Linked DNA regions of Gossypium hirsutum: all the other regions are linked to region 3. Evidence: chromatin contacts called from public Hi-C data. All regions are on one chromosome and are shown on one strand. Each heading gives the region's core, a stretch centred on a gene start, on an enhancer-like site or on the middle of the called end of the contact. The rest is flanking DNA. Distances are from core to core; before and after follow the strand shown.

The links. A called contact is a pair of places that touch in the nucleus more often than the background predicts.
Region 1: a contact with region 3 is called in a Hi-C map of leaf, with 2.4 times the contacts expected there. The contact joins the promoter of LOC107951298 here to the promoter of LOC107951375 in region 3. A contact is called at or near these places in 3 of 34 Hi-C or Micro-C datasets (all in leaf).
Region 2: a contact with region 3 is called in a Hi-C map of leaf, with 2.2 times the contacts expected there. The contact joins the promoter of LOC107951313 here to the promoter of LOC107951375 in region 3. A contact is called at or near these places in 3 of 34 Hi-C or Micro-C datasets (all in leaf).

What each region holds. Positions count from the first base shown.
Region 1 is chrA02:42,110,924-42,114,056 of Gossypium_hirsutum_v2.1, forward strand. It overlaps LOC107951298 (protein NTM1-like 9), which reads left to right and starts at 1,414. Exons shown (of 6, transcript XM_016886298.2): 1 at 1,414-2,097; 2 at 2,393-2,675; 3 at 2,777-3,052. The coding sequence starts at 2,075.
Region 2 is chrA02:43,580,518-43,583,531 of Gossypium_hirsutum_v2.1, forward strand. LOC107951313 (probable trehalase) reads left to right here and starts at 1,732. Exons shown (of 10, transcript XM_016886316.2): 1 at 1,732-2,489; 2 at 2,655-2,774; 3 at 2,964-3,014. The coding sequence starts at 1,864.
Region 3 is chrA02:42,872,245-42,875,272 of Gossypium_hirsutum_v2.1, forward strand. LOC107951375 (probable nucleoredoxin 3) reads left to right here and starts at 1,565. Exons shown (of 3, transcript XM_016886406.2): 1 at 1,565-1,950; 2 at 2,097-2,582; 3 at 2,665-3,028. The coding sequence starts at 1,846. It overlaps LOC107951374 (luminal-binding protein 5), which reads left to right. Exons shown (of 8, transcript XM_016886405.2): 6 at 44-198; 7 at 319-401; 8 at 489-1,175. The coding sequence ends at 987.

The DNA of each region.
Region 1 (3,133 bases), core at 164-2,663, 760 kb before region 3:
TTCAATATTTTAATGAGAAAAATATTAGATTAACCCAGAAGTTGCAGCATATCACCATTTGATTAGTTCATCAATTTATTTTAACGGTCAACGTGAACAATGACAGGAATTGTTAACGGATGGGCTTAATTGATTATTTTAGTTAATAGAAATGACTTAATTGAGTGCAAATTTACTGCATAAACTTAATTGATTTTTTTTTGCATATTTTAAGGACTATTTTTGACAAATTGTCTTCTTTCAAAAAACATAAGACCATCTTTTTAAGAAAAAAAACTCCCTTATAAGTAATATAATATTTAAAATTGAGTAAAATATTATTATAGTAACAATAAATTTTAATTTTAAAAATATTAAAATATTGATATTTAATATTATAATATTATTTTGATAATAGATTTCAATATTAATAATTATTTTAAATTTTAAATAGTATTGAAATATTTTTTTATTAATTTATTGTTATTAAATATATAAATGATAATTTCTAAATATTTAGTAATAATATTTTAATAGTATAAATGAATATTTGTTTTCATTTATCCTTTTGGCTCCGGTGTTTCACCATCCAACATCATACCTATAACTTCAAATTAAGTTAATATTAAATTTATAGGAGATAATATAGTTATTACTAGTTTGTCAAACGGTAATATTTCCATAATATTTTATAATTTATATTATGCATTTTTTATTTAAAAACTTTGAAAAATGATTTTTTAAAAAAACCAAATGATTACGTGAAATCATCCAAATATCATAAAAAATCAAAATTTTTCTATAAGCAATTTTCAGTCAAAGTTTAAGATTTTTTTACTTTTAGAATTTAGTCTTTATTTTTTTATTTTTAATAATTTAGTCTTTTTACTTTTTAAATTTTAAATTTTAGATTTAATTATTAATTTGTTAATTTTTTTTTAAATTTGTTGACACGATATTTTGAAAATTTAAAAGAAAGTCTCACTTCACGATTATGTAACAGAAAATAACATTTGCAATGAATCTGAATTTAATAGAAAATTTCATGGTATTAACAATTGAACATATATTTTTAAATTTGAAAAGCAGAGGGACTAAATTCATTGAAATGAAAATAAGAGGAATAAAGTTCAAATGTACAAAGAATACAAGGACTTGGAGCAGTTTTTAACCTTAATTAATATATTTTGAAGTTTAGTAGTAATTTTAGAATCTAAATCTGGTTGCAAGTAATCCATATATATAGAACACTAGAAAAGCACGTGAATGAATCAAAAAAAAAGTTTCTGGGCAAATATCACAATATTATAGCCAGCCGGGCGCACGAGGCAAAATAAATTTTTCCTTTTTCTGTTTTAATAAAAACCAATAGAAAAAGCTTGAACTTTACTGAGACTATAAAAATACGAAAAGGCTTGCGTGATAAGCTAACTCACTGTGCTCCTTTTCCTCAGTGCAACATTACAATGAAAAGACGTGGACGGTATTATCCAAAAAGCAAGAAGCAAAAAAAAGTGACAAAAGCGTAGAGAGGGTATTTTGGTAATTGTGTAGGATCTAGTGCTCCATTGCCTTAGCCTACGCTGGAAAAGGAGGAAAAAGGAGCTCAATTATTGGGTGGCTCAATTCGCCGTCCACACCGGGGTTTTTTCTACGCTGTGGGCGCCTCTCATCGTCTTCCTCTTGTAATGCGCTTCAGTCTCCACCAATGGTAGAGCGACACGGCTGCAAAAAGGGACCGGACATGGTCACGTGATTACTCACACATGATTTTTTTTTTTCACATTTACTTGGCTTTGCGGCTTTACCCTAAGACGAAAGCGACCTGACGGAGCTCTCAACTGAAAATCAACTAATTTACCTTCCTAAGTAATCTAGTTGGATAGTCACTGAAGAAGAAGAAGACAATTTTACTCAGAATCGAGAATTTTTTTTTTGAAAACTAGCAAAGGATGGCAGTTTTAACGATGGAAACGTTGCCTTTAGGGTTTAGGTTCAGGCCGACTGATGAGGAGCTCATCAATCATTACCTTAGATTGAAGATCAACGGTCGTCATTCCGAGGTTGGTGTCATTCCTGAAATCGATGTCTGCAAATGGGAGCCATGGGATTTGCCTGGTATTTCTTTTTTCTCTTTTTCTTTTGCGTAAGAAAGAAATTATTGGTTTAAGTATTGTTTTGATTCTTTGATACCTTAGCCTTAGCCAAAGCGTCAGCTGGAAATTTTGCTTTATTCGCTCAATATATGAAATTAATATACATTTTATTTCATAAATTCGATTCCTACAACTTGCAATTTGAGGTAAACTTACGGTTTTTTTTTTTTTTGAAATTCCTCTCTGCGAAAAAAAGTTTTTATGTTCCAAAATTAGTTAAATTCTGAATTTTTATTACTGGGATGGTTGAATTTAAGTACAGGACTGTCGGTGATAAAATCGGACGATCCAGAGTGGTTCTTCTTTTGCCCGCTTGATAGGAAGTACCCGAACAGCCATCGTTCCAACAGAGCTACGGATAAAGGATATTGGAAAGCAACGGGTAAGGATCGAACCATTAAGTCTAAAAAGTCACTGATTGGCATGAAGAAGACTTTGGTTTTTTACAAGGGCCGTGCTCCCAAGGGCCAGCGTACTTACTGGATCATGCATGAGTACCGTCCCACTACAAAGGACCTTGATGGCACCGCCCCTGGCCAGGTTTTCCTTCTTAATTTTTAGGCTTGCTGTTCTTAGTTAAGGGTTTGATTCAAATAAAAACAAGAATGTCTATATGACTTGGACCCTTTTTCTTGGTGCAGAGTGCTTTTGTTCAATGTCGATTGTTTCATAAACCGGAAGAGAAGAATGATATTGTGAAGTACGATGAGGTTGAGCAAACCGTATGTTCGGCTGCCATGACAAAATCTGCTCCTGATGATGATACATCATCGGATCTTGTCCAAGATACCATATCATCTGAGACACAAGCTCAGAATCCCGATACTTCCATGCCAAATGGTCAAATAACGGGTGACAGCTGCTGCAATAGTCATATGACTTCTGATGCAGAAGATCACGCAGCTGAAGAAACCTTGGTAGAAGTCAACAAGTTACCTATATTCTAGCATTGTTGCATGCATCATTGTTTTATATTGACTATACCATGACTCTTGACA
Region 2 (3,014 bases), core at 482-2,981, 710 kb after region 3:
CTTTTCCTTAACTAGCCTCGATTTGGTTCAATTCTTGATCTATAAAATAATTTAGTTCAAGTTATCAATTCTAAACATCTCATATCATCCTATTATAAGCATGTATCAGTTCAATTTCATTTTCTTGAATGTCCTTTAAAATTTTTCATTTTATTCAATTTAACCCCTAAAATCAAAATAGTCATATCTTTCAAATTTGAGCTTCGTTTTACAATTTAATTTCAATCTCATCCTCTATAACCTCTCTACTATCTATTTTCATCAAAATCTCATAACATTTTTACAAATAAGTCACTTTAGTCTTTATGTTATAAAACTAATATTTAAACTTTACAAACTAGTCTTTTTTCATATCTAAGCTTAAAACCTAACAATTTAATACAAAAAACTTCAAGAAATCAACAATAATAACTTTTAAAAACTTTAACAATTTTGAAAAATAACACACAGGTAAGCTAGATTAAATTCCCGGAATTTCAAAAATATAAAAATTTAAAAAAAAACTAAGTACTTGAATTTTAAGGTTAAAGCTTCCAAAACGCTAAATAGCGTTAACCTTCTTTTGTTTATATTTGCTTCGGGTGAGTGGGGAAGAAGATAATGTAATTCCATCCCCAACTAACTTGATAATAATATAAAATTTTAAGTTATTTCTTTCTTTTTTTCTTTTCTTTTAATTAATTTAAATCATATTTTATATTAATCAATTTAATGACCCATGTTTGCTACCGTCAACTAATAGTATAATAACATGGTTTAATTGCTATTTCAGTCCTTTGACTCATTTCTTAATTAAAAGTCCATAACAATTGAACTTTTACTACTTTTACAATTTATTTCCTGTACCTAATTAATCATTAATTTGATAAACTTGGCTATCCAGAATTCAATTCACCTAGAATATAACTCCATAAATATTTAATAAAAATATTTATAATATCGATTTACAGAATCGAAGTCTCGAAATTGAATTTATCCAACACCAACAACTTTCAAATTGTTACAAAATCGCAAAGAGACAAAGAATTGTTCCCAAATAAAAAATATGCTTTTACCGAAGGGGTCAATAACATCTGTGTGAACCCTTGAAAATATATTTTCATCGAGCTGAAATTTGAGGAGCCAAAAGTATAACCTTCTTATCTAGCTAAACAACTTAGTATACCAAAATCATGGTTATCTGTATGGTACAGATTAGTAAATACATTTTGGTATATTATATCTTTTAAATTTTTGTATATTTCAATAATTTCGGTATATTTTAAATTGTTTGTTTCAATATTAATCTAAACAGATATTATATCTGATTTATATCTATTGATACAAACTTTTGATATGAAAACAAACACAAATACTAGTACATATCACTTTCAGAACATAAATATTACTTTCTATACCCTACATTCTAACCAATATCCAAAACCCATGGGAGAATTCACCATCGAATTCCCTTTCTTCCCCAGTTTCAATATATGCTAATATCCCTTCTTTTGGCCTTTAACTTTTGATTTTATCAATACTCAAAGAGACGCCGTTCCAAATATTTTCAAAGACCATGACTGTCACTATTTCTTTATTAACCAGCAATTACATTCATCCACTTGGCTAACCATTGTCCACAGTCGTAGTCAACTTCAAACTCTCACAGATCCAATGTATATTTTAATAGGATTTTTTTTTTGCCTATATATCAATGTTACAATGGTTGTCCACGTGCTTAGTCCTTATCGTAAATCCTGATTACCATCGTTTTGCGATTACATAACCGGCCGTCCTTTTCTTACTTTTTTTTTTCCAGATCCTTAAAAGTCAACACGCGTTAATCCATGTCTCGTCCAATCTCCTTTGATTCTACCCATCATTATGGCCCCATTTCTTTACCACACCAACCGTAAAAGGCATTTCCTTTTTCTCTTTTCAGTGTTCATTCTTTCACAATCGCTGCCTCCAATGGCCCTCGCTAACCCACTTTCACCTCCATCATCATGTACCAAAGGTCCGGGTCCTGTAATCCCTGCAACACCCTTACTAAGTTTCCTTGTACGTGTCCAAGAAACTGCTTTGCAAACTTATGGGAAATCGAATTTTGATCCTAAACACTATGTAGACTTACCGTTAAAGTCTAATCTTTCCACCACCGTGGAAGCATTCGATAAACTTCCCAAGACGGAAGATGGGTCAGTTTCTGTTAAGGATTTTGAAGCGTTTATCGGGAAGTACTTTACTGATGCAGGGGATGATGTTGTATATGCCGAGCCAGTGGATTTTGTCCCTGAGCCGCATGGCTTTTTGCCCAAGGTGGAGAGCCCAGAGGTGAGAGGTTGGGCATTGGAAGTCCATGCTTTGTGGAAGAATTTGAGCAGGAAAGTTTCGAGCTCGGTTCTTCATCATCCTGAATTGCATACTCTGCTTCCTTTGCCAAGGCCTGTAATAATTCCTGGTTCACGTTTCACTGAGGTTTATTATTGGGATTCTTATTGGGTTATCAGGTTAGTTTTTGACTTCATCATAATGTTTTTAATTTTAGGATCATAAAGGAATATTCTCTTGGAGATTGCTTCCATGTGGCTTCACAGTTTATTGGAGTTTTTAAGGAATCAACATACCTTAGTTTAAAATCTTAATGGGGATTGATGTTTAATATGTTTGTGCAGAGGCCTGCTGGCAAGTAAAATGTACGAGACTGCAAAAGCAATAGTGACTAATCTCATTTTCATGCTAGACACTTATGGTCATGTTCTTAATGGTGCTAGAGCCTATTATACCAATCGAAGGTAATGCTATTCAGTTATTTTCTTATCATTGTTTTAGGAATAAATGAAAATGGGTTTTCTTTTAACTTTTCATTTGTGCTTTTCATATTTTACATTATATCAAACAATGTAAATTACTACTAGTTTTTACGGTCTTAATTGCTCATTGCCTTGTACAACTATCTAATAGCTTCAAGGTCCCTTTTGCAGCCAGCCTCCTCTTTTGAGTGCAATGGTCTATGAGATATATAATCGGACCGG
Region 3 (3,028 bases), core at 315-2,814:
GAATCGACTTGGCTGATATTTGTGTTTGATGCTTTCTGCACAGATATTCTTCTCCTTGATGTGGCTCCACTTACCCTTGGCATTGAGACTGTTGGTGGAGTAATGACCAAGTTGATTCCTAGAAACACTGTTATCCCAACCAAGAAGTCACAAGTTTTCACCACTTATCAGGACCAGCAGACTACCGTCTCCATTCAGGTACACTTAGTTATGCTTGCCTACATGTAAAATACTCAAGAATTGGATTTTCCTTTCCTTTTAATGCTAATAACTGTAATACTTTGAACCTTTATTTGAATTGCTGTGGTTTGATGTCAGGTCTTTGAAGGTGAAAGGAGTCTCACAAAAGATTGTAGGTTATTGGGAAAATTTGATCTTACTGGAATTCCTCCAGCCCCAAGGTTTGCTCTCCCCACCAATTCTCATTTGTATTTTCTGCATTTCTTCACCTGAATTATTCATTTATGGTTTGATCCCTCAATTTACAGAGGAACCCCTCAAATTGAAGTCACATTTGAAGTTGATGCAAATGGCATCTTAAACGTCAAGGCAGAAGATAAGGGCACTGGAAAATCTGAGAAGATCACTATCACAAACGATAAGGGTCGTCTGAGCCAGGAGGAGATTGAGAGAATGGTTCGTGAGGCAGAAGAATTCGCAGAGGAGGACAAGAAGGTGAAGGAAAGGATTGATGGTCGCAACAGCCTGGAGACCTATATCTACAACATGAAAAACCAGATTAATGATAAGGATAAGCTCGCTGACAAGCTTGAATCTGATGAGAAGGAGAAAGTTGAAACCGCAGTGAAAGAGGCACTTGAGTGGCTTGATGACAACCAGAGTGCCGAGAAGGAAGACTACGAGGAGAAGCTCAAGGAGGTAGAGGCAGTATGCAACCCAATCATCACAGCTGTGTACCAAAGATCTGGTGGAGCCCCAGGTGGTGGATCAACTGAAGAAGATGATGATTCTCATGATGAACTTTAAAAAACTGGTAATGACATTTTGATTGCTGAAACAAGCAAAGCAAAGCAAAGGGTGAGAAGGATGAGAGCATAGGTAGGTGAGATGAAGATATACAGGAATTTTTCTCCATGGTAGAAGTTAAAAAAGGGAGAATTATATCCCCCTTTGTTCGGATGTTATTTTTGGGTGAATGAATACGTTTTAACGGATATTATTTTTTTTGTTTTCATGACTCTCTCCCCTGGAACTTGTGATCTCTTTTATCTATGATTGAATCTGGTTCTCTTGATCCAAGAAAGAAAAATCCAGTAAATGTCCATGGTAGAAAATGTTAGTATTTCAATTTATTACGACTCCTATATTCAATTAACTCTTATAAAATTCTCTTGTTCTTTTTCTCTTAAATAGTAAACCCATAGAAGAGGGTGACAAAAGATGGAAGGCTTTTAACGTTGCTTTCCTGAAAGCCAAAAAGAAAAGAATGATTCTTGTTTGTGCCTCATTTTTACGCATAAAAATATTAAAATAAGTAATAAGTGGGCTCCATAAGAGATGATGGATTTGAATCCAAACTTCGAACCTATCCCGAACCTATCCTTATAAAAAAGAAAGAGGGCCGACGAAACATGAGTCAATGTCATGAATATATCCGTAGAAAATTGGATATGTTCCTCCCATTTATGGCTTAAATTCCCTGAAAATTGCTCATCGAATATTCCTGGTTGCGTGATGAGAATAAAACTTTTTCATCAAGTTAACAGTAAGTCGCGTAGCAGAATATAATAAACCTTTTATACCTAGCGTTTGCAATTCAGGTCACCCTGCACAAAAATAACCTCCCAAACTTCCTGTTTTAAGCCTTGTAACTACACAGTTGCCATGTCAAAGCCTGATTATCAGGCCACAAACTTGCCCCTTTGGGACTTCCTCACCATCTTGGCATCTGAAGGGGTTGACTTCCTGTTATCCGGTGAAGAAGATAAGGTACTCTTTGACAAAATTCAAATACCCCTTTTTTGCTTTCTTTAGTTGTCGACAATTTTTGATTATCTTGCTTGGACCATATGGATAAGATTAGTGATTTGATTATCCTAAGAAAGCGGTTAGTTCCTTTGCTGTGTGTTTTTTAGGTAACCTTGTCTTCATTTGATTATGAGAAAACGACGATCTGCCTCTTCTTCTCTGCAAACTGGTGCAGGCCCTGCCAAAGTTTTACCCCAAAGCTGGTGCAACTATACAACATGTTAAGAACAATGGGGAAAGAGCTAGAGATTGTGTTTATTTCCTTGGACCACGATGAAGATGGATTCAATGCTCACTTCGAGACCATGCCTTGGCTTACCGTTCCTTTTGATGTGAATTTGCATAAGAAATTACGTGAAAGGTTTCATGTTGTTCGTATTCCCTTTCTTGTTCCTTTAAACTTAGATGGACAATCAGTTGAAGAAGACTTGATTGGATTGATTGAAGATTTTGGCGAAGATGCATTTCCTTTCACCAAGAAGAGAAGAGAAGAATTGAAGGCTATCGATGATTCAAAGCGTCAAGGAGGAAAAATCGATCAACTTTTAGCTCGTCCAGGACGGGATTATGTTGTTGCTAGCGATGGTGGAAAGGTAAGATTATCTGAGAGTTTTTTTATATTAATGTAGGGTTAAGATATTATTTATGAGCCCGGTTATGTTTCGGGTTTTGTAGGTTTTAGTATCGAAACTTATTGGGAAGACAGTCGGCCTTTATTTCGGCGCACACTGGTGTCCTCCATGCCGTGCTTTCACTGCTCAGCTTGTAGAAGCTTACAACCAGCTATTGAGCAGCAGGGGAGACTGTTTTGAGGTTGTTTTGGTTTCTTCAGACAGAGACCAGAAAGAATTTGATGTCAACATAAGCGATATGCCATGGCTGGCACTTCCATTTGAAGACCGAACACGACAAGATCTGTGCCGAATCTTCAACATCAAAGCCATTCCTGCACTAGTTTTTATTGGACCGGATGGGAAACCGATTAGCACAAACGGGAAGAACATAATCACCCTGTATGGTGCAAAGGCTTTCCCATTCA